Regions from separate parts of the Sus scrofa genome. Here region 1 is linked to region 2. The links are chromatin contacts, called in public HiChIP or PLAC-seq maps. All regions are on one chromosome and are shown on one strand. The core of a region is the stretch at or near the end of the contact, and the rest is flanking DNA. Distances in the headings are between cores, read along the strand shown.

Region 1 (6,649 bases), core at 1,210-3,709, 140 kb before region 2:
TCATGTGTTGTGTGCACAGCCAAAAAAAAAATTAAAAATAAATCATAAGTATAACATCTTGAGTTTATTTTAATATATTAAACCACTAATAATATAGATAATGTGTGACTATAAAAATTGAGAAGGTGGGAGTTCCTGCTGTAGCACAGTGGAAACAAATCTGACTAGAATCCATGAGGATGTGGGTTTGGTCCCTGTCCTTGCTCAGTGGGTTGGGGATCTGGCATTGCTGTAAGCTCTGGTGTAGGTCGCAGATGCAGCTTGGATCCCAACTTGCTGTGGCTGTGGCATAGGCCGGCAGCTGTAGCTCCAGTATGACCCCTGGCATGGGAAGTTCCATATGCTGTGGATGCAGCCCTAAAAAGCAAAAAAAAAAAAAAAAAAGAGAGAGAGAGAGACAGAGATATGGTGGTACAAAATTGACTGAAACTTGGGAAATATTATGATAATCAAATAAGGTCAGCTGCTTCTCTAACTGGGGCTTTTTATCCTTTTCCTTCCCATGCTATTTCCCTGATACCACCCTAAAATTTGATGCTGTTGATCAATCATTCCTTGAAATTTCCTTAGTCCACAGTCCATGATTTTTGTTATTACTTCTCTAATTTTCCCAGAAATGTTCGGTTCCTTATTAGCATCAATTCATCCTTTTATTTCCTTTAAAAAAAAACAAAAACAATTCCTTACCTAATGGTTTCAAATCAAACTTTTTTAAAACATCCTGGGCAATGTAGGAATGAATGCTGAGATGTCTGAGATTCTAATGCTTCACCCTGATTAGATTGAAGCCTGGCCTCTGTCCCCAAACAGCTTTTAAAACCAATCAATAGGTGATAAAAACCAGCAAAGACCTTGTACACCACCAGTTTTACAAGAAATAAACTAGAGCCAGCCTCCAAAGCCAAGAGTTTCAAATGCGATCTGCTGTTAAATCTGTGGAAGTGAAACAAATAAAATACAGAGGGCTGACTGTGTTCACTGTATTGTACCATTTTATATAAGAGACTTGAGCATCTGCAGATTCTGGTATGTTGGGGGCTCCTGGAACCAATCTCCCACAGATACCAAGAGACAACTATTTTTCTGAGCTACTTTTTCATCTTATTGCACTTAGGACATCACCTTCCCTTTTTGCAAACTTAGCTACACATTTAAAAGAGCGTTTATAATATCCACCTCCAAATTTCGAGGTGTTTAATAACAAGTGGGATGATGGAAAGGATAGCTCATTGACCATACTGGCATGAGTAAAGGTCCCAATGTATTTTCCACTAATCCACAATATATGAGACTGTTTTCTGTGTCCTGTGTTACATCAGAAATAAAAGAAACCAAGCAGAAAAAAAAATATTTCTTTTTGGCTTCAGCTTCTTCATATGTAAATGATAATAGTATCATCTATGGCATAGAGTTATTAATCAATTAATGATCTAATAATTATATACAGTGCTTATCACAATACTGGAACATAGTAAGCATTCAAAAAAATTAGTCCCCCCACTTCTGTTGTAAGGAAGATAAAAGTCCAAAAAGGATAGTGCTCATGGAAAAGAAAAGCCTAAGGTCCCTAAAAAGTATAAAACGAAAATAAGAGTTTTTACAAAGATATCTAAGAGGGACGTTTTATTTTACCAATTACTGACAACATATATTTCCTTTTAAGGAATGGTACCCCAAATTCAAATTATACCACAAACATAAGTCACAGAAGATCACAATATATTCTGTACATTTTCTAAACGTCAAAAACCTTAAAAATTCAAAATCATCAAAAGCTAAATGGATAGATGATCTCACACATACACGATGCTATAGAACAAATGAATAGAGAGGTCAAAAAGACTGATAAAGAGAAACAGATGGTAAGCTATCAGTAATTACCCTCAGAGTATCTACAACACTTCTCTGTAAACAAAATTAACTAGTATATGGGATCTTTTTATGTAAAAATTAATTCGCTGAAGTAAAATCAAAATCTAGAAGTGGTGGCCAAGGATTAACAAACAGAATGACTTGCCAAGTTTTCACGCTACGTTATTCTGCAAAGACCAGTAGAATTCAACATTTATACCTTTTATGTGGCAGGCCCCAAATAGAATTAAAAGATGAATAACAAAATAACTAGCTCTCCATCCTCACACTAGAGTGGAAAAAAGAAAAAGAGAAGCACATGTGTGCACTGTCCTGTAGACACTGGTAAGCGCTGTGGCAGGAGTGATATACTGCCGTGGGAGAAGAGGGAGAGGAGAGGTTAGTTTCAGTGGACAAACCTCTCAGACGGCTTAATATTAAATCTAGTTCAGCTAAGATCAGTGCTGCTTTTATAATCCTCTTCCTCATGTCTGTTATTTCTCTCATCCAGATTTTAATTGGTATTTTGAGAACAGTTTATTAAAATAGAAATACCTGAGTCATAGGAAGGAAATCTGTCCATATCTATTTCCATTTTAGATGGCTAATAGAGTCAAAATAACCATGATGTAATCTGAGAACTATTCTATCACCACCTAGAAGCTGGGTTGTCATGCAATCCATCTGGACAGAAAAACAAGTTCCACTATTTTGTTCTGCTGTCCAAAAAGCTTGACCAAAAGACATATTCTTTAATTTGTATATCTTGTTAGGGAAATATTTTCCATGAACATAAATAAAATTGCACTTTTTTTAGCCATGCCTGTGGCATGCAGAAGTTCCTGGGCCGGAGACTGAACCCATGTCACAGTAGTAACTGCAATCACAGCAGTGACAACAGTGGATCCTCATCCCACCGAGCCACCAGGTAACTCCTAAAATTGCATTTAAAAAAGAACAAAAAAACTTCAAGCATGTACTGCATAATGTTGTCATGAATTCATTGTTAGCAATTTGAAAACTGAGTAAATAAATATCCCTACTACTGGAAGTGACCAACTAAAGAACTGTGGTAGAGAACACTCTCAAATAGGACATTTTTGATAAATCATGAATTGGCCTCAAAAATATACTCACTCCATCATCATTTAAAATGTCCCAAGCTTTAATGAATAGAAGTTACTGCATGACCTAACTTTCATGTAAAAATTTCACTGGCTTATACAGCAAAATTTTTGCAGATTTATCAAATACTATAACTTCAATCACTGAATAGTTACTTACTATACACCAGCCTAATAAACAGCTGACGACTAAGATGTGTTAAAATATGTATATCAGTTTTATATATTGGTACTGTTCATAAGCATATTAAATGTATCTTACTTAAACTAGCAAAATTTTTTGGCCTTTTTTTTGTCTTTCTGGGGCCGCACTTGCAGCATATGGAGGTTCCCAGGCTAGGGGTCTAATCGGAGCTGTGGCCTCTGGCCTCCGCCAAAGCCACAGCAACGCCAGATCCAAGCCACGTCTGCGACCTACACCACAGCTCATGGCAACGCCGGATCCTTAACCCACTGAGCAAGGCAAAGGATTGCAACCTCATGGTTCCTAGTTGGATTTGTTTCCGCTGCGCAATGACGGGAACTCCATAAACTAGCAGTTTTTTAACCTGACATAATGTAAGTTAATGTTACTGACAAATAACGAAGAGCTCTACTCACAATCAGAGTTTAAGTGGCTATTTCACAAATTCTGTTGAACGAAGATGGACAGAAATAATTTGACTTTCTGAAAAGTAGACTGTTAAATTGGTTCCAAATATGAAGATGAAAGAAAAAATAAAACCAGAGAAACATTTTTCAGTGTCAGCCAACTGAAGGGACACTAGATAGAAAAGATTTTGATTCCAATCTAGATTAGCCACTTATTAGTCCTCTGAATGAGCTAATCCCAAGTGTGCTGATTCCAATGCCAAATAAGGATTATTATATATATTTTACCAAACTCTCAAAATTTTTTAGGGACTGAAGAGAGACCACAAAGATAAAGCCAGAAGAAAGTAGCATGAGGAAACAAATTCTCTTACATGCTATTGATAAAATTATAACTTTGAGAGAGAATTTGTCAGGTTTATAAATATTTCAACATGCATGCCCTTTGATCCAGAAATGCTACGTAGCCTCTATAAAACTTGCCCAAATTCACAAAGGCATATATTCAAGGATAGTCATTGTGATATTATTACATATAATCCCAAAAATACTGATAGCAAGCTTACATGATCACCAGTTGAATATTGGTGAAATATATCAAGGTGCTTATATGGAACCACTTAAAAAGTAGCTCTTAAATGTATTCATATGATATATCTTATAAGATATATTCTTATTTAAAACTTTACATAAACATTGGTCAATCATCCTTGCAACAGCAACTCAGAGAATGTACTGAAGGAAGCCAAATTCCATAAAACTGAGATCGGACTAAGGTTACAATGTCAAGAACGTTTACCCAAGTAATCAGCAGGCAGCTTTGGTAAGAGGCACCTGCACCAGAGAAGGGTCACTAGACCTACACCCTGAGGAAGCTCTTAACAACCAGCCAGGGGTAAAAGCCCAAGAGACCCAAGAATAGATGGCTGCCACGGCCATGAGCACAGCAAAAGAAAAGTGACTGGAACATTTGGAAGTCACTCCTGGAAAGTACCTAGACCTTCATCATGTTTGTGACCAATCAATACTTATTACCTGTCCTGTCCCCTTCCTTAGAGATAAGGAAACCTAGTGTTGGGTAAAGCCTATCACATCTTCTTAGTTTGTTAATCAGGTCTAAGGCTACCTCTGTTATTACACACAAAAAAACTCTTTCATCTTCATTATTTACAGGGAATAGCCATGGAATCATGGAAAAGACACTTCTTTGCTCCTTTCATTAAACGCTGTGCTGGTAAAAATATTTTTACATGGAATTCGAATTATATTGTATTTACAATTTTAAGACCAAGAGTAATAACGTAAAAAGGAAAAGATACATAAGGTAACAAGATTCATTCCAGGAGTTCCCGTCGTGGTGCAGTGGTTAACAAATCCAACTAGGAACCATGAGGTTGCGGGTTCGGTCCCTGCCCTTGCTCAGTGGGTTAACGATCCGGCATTGCCGTGAGCTGTGATGTAGGTTTCAGACGCGGCTCGGGTCCTGCGTTGCTGTGGCTCTGGCGTAGGCCAGTGACTACAGCTCCGATTGGACCCCTAGCCTGGGAACCTCCATATGCCGCGGGAGCGGCCCAAAGAAATAGCAAAAAAAAAAAAAAAAAGACAAAAAAAAAAAAAGATTCATTCCAAATCCAACCCCTTTACCAGGAGAAGCTATCAAATATTTTGACAGGCTTGGTCAGGACTGAGTTAAAGGTACCTACATTCACCTAAAGGAAAATGAAGAGCCAGAGTCTTATTCAGAAAATATCTTACTGTGTTCCTAGACAGCTAAATACCTCCGATTACCCAAATCCTATTTATTCCTAACACAGGTCCTTCTTTCTCTAGTACTCCAAAGATACAATTTGTTGTGTACCTGAAACCAGTCTAGTCTGTCAACATTACTGGTTTGAGCCAGGATTCTCTCCCTGCCTTAGAAACCATAAAACACATAATCTCCATAAACTGCAACTCCAACCAGAGCTAGCCAGCTCTACCACACATAGGAGTCATCTGGATGGAAAAAAATGGGGGAACCTTCAGGATAAGCCTCAGAAATACTCTACCAACAAATACACACTGGTAAAGAAGTGATAATCACTCATTAAACATATGAATACATACACAACTACACAGATATCAGAAGTTCCATTATCAGGCACTACAAGGGACACTGGGGTTTTTATTTTGTTTTGTTATTTATTATGGTAAGAACACTTAACATGAGATCTGCCTTCTTAAAATTTTAAGTGAATAATACACTATCATTAACCCTAGGTATGATGTTGTACAACAGATTTCTAGAACTGAATCATCTTGCCTAACTGAAAATTTACTTCTGTTGAACAGTAACTCCCCATTTGCCCCTTCCCTCAGCCCGTGGCAACCCATATTCTCTGCTTCTGCAAGGGTAACTCTTTTAGATTTCACATATAAGGGGAATTGTACAATCTTTGCCCTTCTGTGACTAGCTTCTTTCATGGGGTATGATGGCCTTATGTTTCTTCCCCTTTTTGGAGGGAGGGGTAAATTCCAAGATTCACTTCTTTTTTAAGGCTGAATAATATTCCATTACTTGTATATTCCACATTTTCTTTATCCATTCATTCATCAATGGACATTTAGATTACTTCCAGATCTTGGGTATCGTGAATAGTGCTGCAATGAACAGGAGAGTACAGATATCTCTCTAATCATCTAACTTCAGTTCTCTTGAATAAAAAAACCAAAGTAGGATTGCTGAATCAAATGGTAGTTCTATTTTAATTTTTAGATGAGCCTCCACACTATTTTTCATAGTGTCTGCACTGTTTTGAATTCCTATCAACAATGAATAAAAGTTTGACTTTCTCCACATCCTCACAAACACCTGGTGTCTTTTTTTTTTTTTTTAATACTAACCAAATTAGCAGATTTGAAGTGGTATTTCATTATGGTTTTGATTTGCATTTCCTTAATGATTAGTAACATTGAGCATCTTTTCATATGCTTGTTGGACATTTGGAGGTATTCTTTGAAGAAATGTTTACTCAATTTCTTATTCAACTTTTAATTATGTTATTTGTTTTTTTTTCTGGAAGGTGAGTTGTGAGAGTTCCTTA
Region 2 (6,431 bases), core at 1,912-4,411:
AACCAGTTTGGTAGATTGCCCACTACTAAATCTGGGTGAGCATTACAGATAAACCACACCTACAAATTAAAATCACAGAAGTTATTAATAGACAAAAATACCCATCTGCTAGAAAGTATTAAATGTCTGTTTGATGAAGGGAATCCCTCTAAACGTAAAAGTTAACCTTAAGTATTTACCTAATTACTATAAGGGGACAGGCATTTAAGGGGCTCCTCAGGACACCGACTTTTGTCTTTAAATATCTCTCACATAGCTAGACTCAAAGTAAACTTGCAAAGAGCCCTTGTTCCTAAATCAATGTTTGAGATGAGATAGGAATCTCTAGAAGCTAGGACAAGAGGAAGAAACTAGAAAAGCAATCAAACCCCACAGAACTCCTCAAAGGAGACCAGGATCTGCCTGGTGGGGGATTTGTGCTTCATACCGGGTATCACAGTTCTTAACAGTCCCCCATATGCCCTGTCCCAGTGAGGAGCTTCCAACTGTCTAACCGGAGGAGTCAAGACCTCCCTAAGCCTTTGATAAAAGACAGGGAGCAGAATGGTCCTTCCTACAGTCTACTGCTCCAAACATTTTCCATCTCAACACTGACCCTCGGATCCAACCACTTGATCCTTCCGGCTGAATCTAATGGCTTACCACCACTGAAGCTAACTGCTTTACACATTCTATGACTCATTTATATGCACAATAACCCTGCGAAATATTCCCACTTTACAAAGAAACTGAAATACAACCTGCAAAGCTAGGATTTAAACCCAGAGATCCTGATGCCTCACTCCAATCTTTACCATGCAGCACTCTCTCCATGATATACCTCTTTCAACCTAGAAAACACTAGAAATTTGTCAGTAAAGTGCTTAGGTTTAGAAACAAATCTGAGTGTCCACAGGCCAACTGAATCTGGTGTTTACTCTGGAAATATTGCTGGCCCTGCTACTGTTGACAACTGAGCACTATGAAATTTCATTTACAAAATGTTTGTTTGCCAATGCTTTTCTTGACTTATGATAAGCTATTCAGAGTAATAATTAAATACTCAACTTCTTAACAGGTCAAATATATCTGGTTTCAGATTCTAGTTCCATTATTACCTGTTTCCTTCACCTATAAAATTAAAGTATGTGCAAACAATTTAACACTGCAAATGACTGGAGAGTAAGGAGTCTGTGTCCCCTGCTATTGTTAGTCTTTGTTTTACCATAAACATTGCCAGAATGTGGGAACACTGACAAATTCAATACCCCCAAAAAATGTTGAATTCATATTCCAGAAAACAACTTTCAACATTAAAAAGCTATACACTGTTTAAATTGGTGAACTGATAAACTAGAAGTTCTACCCAACAGTAACACAATAAAACCTAGTAAGTAAAACATGTTTAAAATTACGAAATTATCGTACAAGTCTGTTACCACCCATGATAATGAATGCAACTAACAATTAGCCTCAGAAAAACTCATTCTCCGATCTATTTCCATGCGAATTACACCATTTTAAAATAAATCCTTATGTACGGTATCTTTAAACCATTTTTACTGGGTAATCTCGGGCATTTTCGATGGATTTAAAATGGGCACAATGGATAGGCAATAATAAAAGCAATAAAGGCTGATCTTTACCCCTTTGGCGTCTAATGTTCTGCTATGTTAGAGATTAGTTCAGACGGTTGTTAGGAGCCTCAGAGCCAACATTAAGACAGGGCTTATTTTTCTCCAGGTGGAGAATATGAAGTACATCATCATTTAGTCCTAACGACGACGCTATACGTAAGGACTAATAACTATTCTCGTTTTTTCAGATAAGAAATTAAAGCACAAAAGAGGTTGAGCAATATGCGTAGAAGTAGATCAGAGCCAACTAGAAACCATTCTGGGTCTGGACTCCAGCCTTTTTAATCTCATCAGGGCTCTGGGGAGGTGCACACCAATGTCACTGTAAAGCGTGGAAAGAAATACAGTACCAGAGGGAAGCAGGGGTTCCAACGGGGTAATGGCATGCTCCATATCGGATTACTGGCCTCTGCATTAAAAATATAAAAAGGCCACATTAGAACTTCTCCTGTCTAATTAAACAGCGCGCGAAATCGCTAGGGCAGGCGACCGCTTTTATCCCGTACTGCGGGGCGAATCACAGAGCGTCCGCGCTCCCGGCGTGCGGGCCCGGGCACAGCGGGCCAGGCGCGCGGCGGCGGGGAACAGCGGGGACGCGGGAGGCCCGGGTATCCCGGGATCCCGGACGCGCGTGGCAAAGCAGCTGGCGCCACGCGTGCCTCCACCGGGCCACCCCCTCCAGCCTCTCCTAGCGCCGCGGTCACTATCTGGGGGCCGTAGGAGCGAAGGAAGCCGGAGAAACGGGGTGAGCGAGGGACAGCCGCCTCCTCTCTACCCCGTCCTACCGGCGGCCCGCCGAGCTGCAGTCGCACTTACACAAAGGCGGGTGGAGCCACCAGTGAGCTGGCCGTAGGCTGCGGGAGCGAGGGTGATCGAGCGCTCGGCGCTCGGCTGAGGTGCCTCGGCGGCGCGCGGGCCCAGCTCGCCGATTTAAGGAAAGGGCTGGTGAGGCAGCCCCGCCTCCTTCCGGGAGCTAGCCGCTCTTGCCGGGCGCGCGCCCGGCCGGAACTGCGCGTCCTCGGCGGTGGAGGCGCAGGACTGTGCTTGTCAGCCGCTCTCCTCCCGAGCAACCGTGCGTTCTAGACCGGTTCTGCCCTGGACCCAGCGCTGGGATTTCTGCCTAGGGCTCGTCACTGGACTTTAACCCGGAGGCCACTATTTGCTCCGAACCGAGCGTTAACTTCCCCGTCACCCTTCACCAGTCTGGGATCATTGCCAATCAAACGTGCGACTTTATCCACAGCCCTTATTCTCTGTCACCTCTGGCTTGCAGCTTGTATACCTAAGGAGCATGCCTTTGTTAAAGTATTACATAGCTTGGTGGAAGCAGAGAATGTTCTAGTTGGAGGACCTTTAAGCCGCCTACTTGGAACTCCACCCGTTGCAGCTCCACCAGTTCAAACACTCCTAGGTTGGCACAGCCTTTTCCAGGAATGAGCAGAAAGAGTTAAGACCCTCTAGGCTTTACCTCTTCCAAGGCTAAACTCTTGTTCTTTGAAGGTTCTTACATGCCATGATTTTCAGACTCCACCCATATATAGGGCCACATCCGTGGTATATGGAGGTTCCCAGGCTAGGGGTCCAGTTGGAGTTGTAGCCACCGACCTAGCCAGAGCCACAGCAAATAGGGAACTGAGCCGCATCTACGACCTACACCACAGCTCATGGCAACGCAGGATCCTTGACCCAGCCAGGCCAGGGATCAAACCCAGGTCCTCAGAGATACTAGTCTGGTTTGTTAACAGCTGAGCCACGATGGGAACTCCCATACCCAGTATTTAATTTTGCTCATACAGCGGGTTGAGGATCCCGCGTTGCCGTGAGCTGTGGTGTAGGTCGCAGAAGCGGCTCAGATCCCACGTTGCTGTTTCTGGCCTAGGCCAGAGGCTACAACTCTGAATAGACCCTAGCCTGGGAACCTCCATATGCACGTGTGCTGCCCTAAAAGGACAAAAGACAAAAAAAAAAAAAAAAAATTTGCTCATAAAAGTATGGTGTGGAAGCTGGTGAGAAAGCACAACTGTCATGTGACAGATCGGCAAATCCCTGCGCTAAGAGAGTGGTAGAATTCTAGCATGGTTTCTACCAGCATAAGGCCTGTACCTAGGACCTCACCCATTAAAATGCCTGAGAAAGCTCAGTGCCACCAGGAGCACCTACTGTTTGTTCTAGCCAACACCTGGTGACAAGCCTGTGACCTCCCAGAGGGCTTTCAATTGTGAATAGGTAGCTTTCAACTCAGAAGTGTCTCTCTGGACGACCTGAGAACCATTCCTGGCAAATGTAGTCATCAAGAAGGATAGCACCTGTCTCCTAGTCTCTGTGGGAAGACAGACTCCTTATTTCGCCAACGGCCAGCTAGCCAACAAAGCAGCTCTAATCGCCCTTATTCTGACTGACCCTTTTTGATTTTTCACTTCTGTGACTCTATTGAACGCCCACTCTTCTGCCTCACATAGCCTCCTTTTAAAACTTACAGTCGCCTCGGCACAGATAGATATGGAGCTCAGCTCTTTCTGGACTCTGAGTAATTACTAAACAAAATCTGTTTTCAAGGCTTTCACTCATTCTCAGCTGTGTTTATCTTTGACACTGGTCACAATGTTCCAGAAGTGATCCAACCATACAAAAATACCACATTGCCCTCATTAATTTTTGCAGCTGCCAGAGCAAACAGAACTTCCAGGTATTTTTCATATCAATCACTATTAAACCAAGTGTACACCTCTCTCATAGTCAATTTTAGACCAAACTACTAAAGGTGTCACATTTACAGTTGTAAAATTAAATATTATGAATTCGCCGTCACAGTTGCAGCAGGTGGGCCGTTTCAACCTTGTCACCTACTAGCTGTGGTATATTGGAACTCTCCACAGTTTCCTCTGATATAAAATGGGAACAGCGTTGTCTATTTTGGAAAAGTTCTGTCAGGATCAAATGGAGTAGTATGGATAGATATGTTTGCAACATGTTTTGTCCTTCTCAGTCAATATTGTATTCCACTTAAACCTTAGGACACCTCTGTTTATATTTGCACCACACATCCTTTCAAAGTTTTTTATGTAGATCAAGTTTCTCCCAAAGTGATTAAAAAGAAAATTGAAATAGTAACTACAATAAATTTCAAAAGTCTACGTTTCAAGATAACAGTGGTGAAACTAGAAGACAACAACCACAGGTAGAGGGAGAGGATGTAAAGGTAACAGACAAGTGGTTGCTACATTTATATCAGTTAAAGGCAAACAGATTGGTAAAAGGATGACCAAGGATGTTACCTAGGCCATGCTCATACTGCTCGCTGCAGCTCAGACCAGTAAATCCAGAAATGGATTGTTGGAGCAAGGAATACTGACTTTATTTGGGAAGCCAGCAGACCAAAAAGATGGTGGCCTACTCTCCCAAAGAGCCATTTTGCTTGGGTTTGGATGCTAGTTTCTTTTATAAACAAAGGGAAGTGAAGAGTTAAAGTAAAAAAGGTGATAAATTGTTGCAGATATTTCCTGGTTCCAGGAAATCCCAAGGAGGGAATGTGTTCATTTCTTTTTCCTTCAGCCATTAATAGATGGGCCTGGTCAGGATGTTTCCTATGATCGAAACAAAGGCATTTTAGCTTACTGCTCAAACATGGGAGGCAGGGTTCCCAGAGATAGGCCATTATGTATACTTTAAGCTATAGGCAACATGCCTTTAGTGATTAACTTATAGCTAAAGCAATAAAATGCACAGGTTAAAGTAAAAGACACAGATTCAATGTGGAGTCAGATTTGTTCTTCCCTATTATAAGGATATATACAGGCAAATCACAAAAGGCATTCAAAGGCAATTAATGTGAAAAAGACATGACCACTAGCATTGAGAGAAGCAAATTTGAATAGTGAGATAAATTGACATGCCAGATTGCAAATAAGAGTTTAAATCACATACAAGTTTACATTTATTGGCTAGTTACTATGTTCAAGTCACTATGTTGACTTTCGTATTTTATAGAATTACCCTAAAATGTAGACTCCCAGAAAACAGGGACCAAATTTTAACTGGTCGCATTTGAATCCTCACACTCAACACAATTGCTGCAAAGAGGAAGAAACCAATGAGTCTTTACAGAAGGTTCATGATGCAATTGTTTGCAACAGCCTAGAATGCTCTTTTCCAGTTCTCACAACTGACTCATCTATCCAGCCTCAGCTCAAAACTTATTTCCTTCCCCTGGTAACTCTTTATCTCATCTAGGATTGTGTGTCTTCCTGCAGAGATATACTCACAATCTAGTTATTTAACTTACTTCTTTACTTGTTTATGATTTGCCTCCCCCTCCTAAAGTGGTAGCTTCCTAAGACCAGAATCCATAACCATTTTGTTGATTGCAACTTCTCCAGGCAAACAAGATATCTCACTTATAGTAAAGATTCAATAAGTGTTTGTTAAATGGATTAAAAAGTGGAGGGGGGAAATGAAAAATTATAGGGCATCATACCAGCAATTATTTAAAAAATAAGCTAAATCAAAATGTTCTCATGTAGAAAAATGTCTGACAAGTGAACTTTATGAATGCAAGTGGTAAGAAAAAGCCAACCTATATTTTTAAAATGTATTTGGATATCCATACAAAGAGAATTGTTAAAAATGACCTCTGAGATAAAGGGATGGAGTACATAGGAGGGAGCAAGCCTAGAGAACTATCACTTCTAATTTATATACTTTTATGTTTTATCATTTAATTTTTTTTTGCATTATGCATACTAAATAAATTTAAGTTTGCGTAAATGTACATTAAAAGCAAATTAGGAGTTCCTATTGTGGCTCAGTGGGTTAAGG

The links. HiChIP or PLAC-seq counts read pairs in DNA pulled down with a chosen protein or histone mark.
Region 1: an H3K27ac HiChIP or PLAC-seq map of skeletal muscle shows a contact between it and region 2. The contact joins the enhancer-like site here to the promoter of TPK1 in region 2. A contact is called at or near these places in 2 of 5 promoter capture datasets (fetal liver and liver), 6 of 47 Hi-C or Micro-C datasets (embryonic fibroblasts, heart right ventricle, psoas muscle and 1 more) and 1 of 2 datasets of contacts at active chromatin or transcription factors (skeletal muscle).

Annotation. Positions count from the first base shown.
Region 1 is chr9:113,063,806-113,070,454 of Sscrofa11.1, reverse strand. All of the region lies in intron 2 of TPK1 (thiamin pyrophosphokinase 1), which reads right to left. Among named protein-coding and RNA genes, the nearest start is that of TPK1, 140 kb to the right of the region's middle. Within about 2 kb of position 2,459, at least 9 of the 83 cell types and tissues checked have an H3K27ac peak or open chromatin away from gene starts, as enhancers often do. A contact at or near this core is called in skeletal muscle, where this site is marked.
Region 2 is chr9:112,928,100-112,934,530 of Sscrofa11.1, reverse strand. It overlaps TPK1 (thiamin pyrophosphokinase 1), which reads right to left and starts at 3,161. Exons shown (of 9, transcript XM_021063594.1): 1 at 2,433-3,161; 2 at 1,967-2,025. The coding sequence starts at 2,009.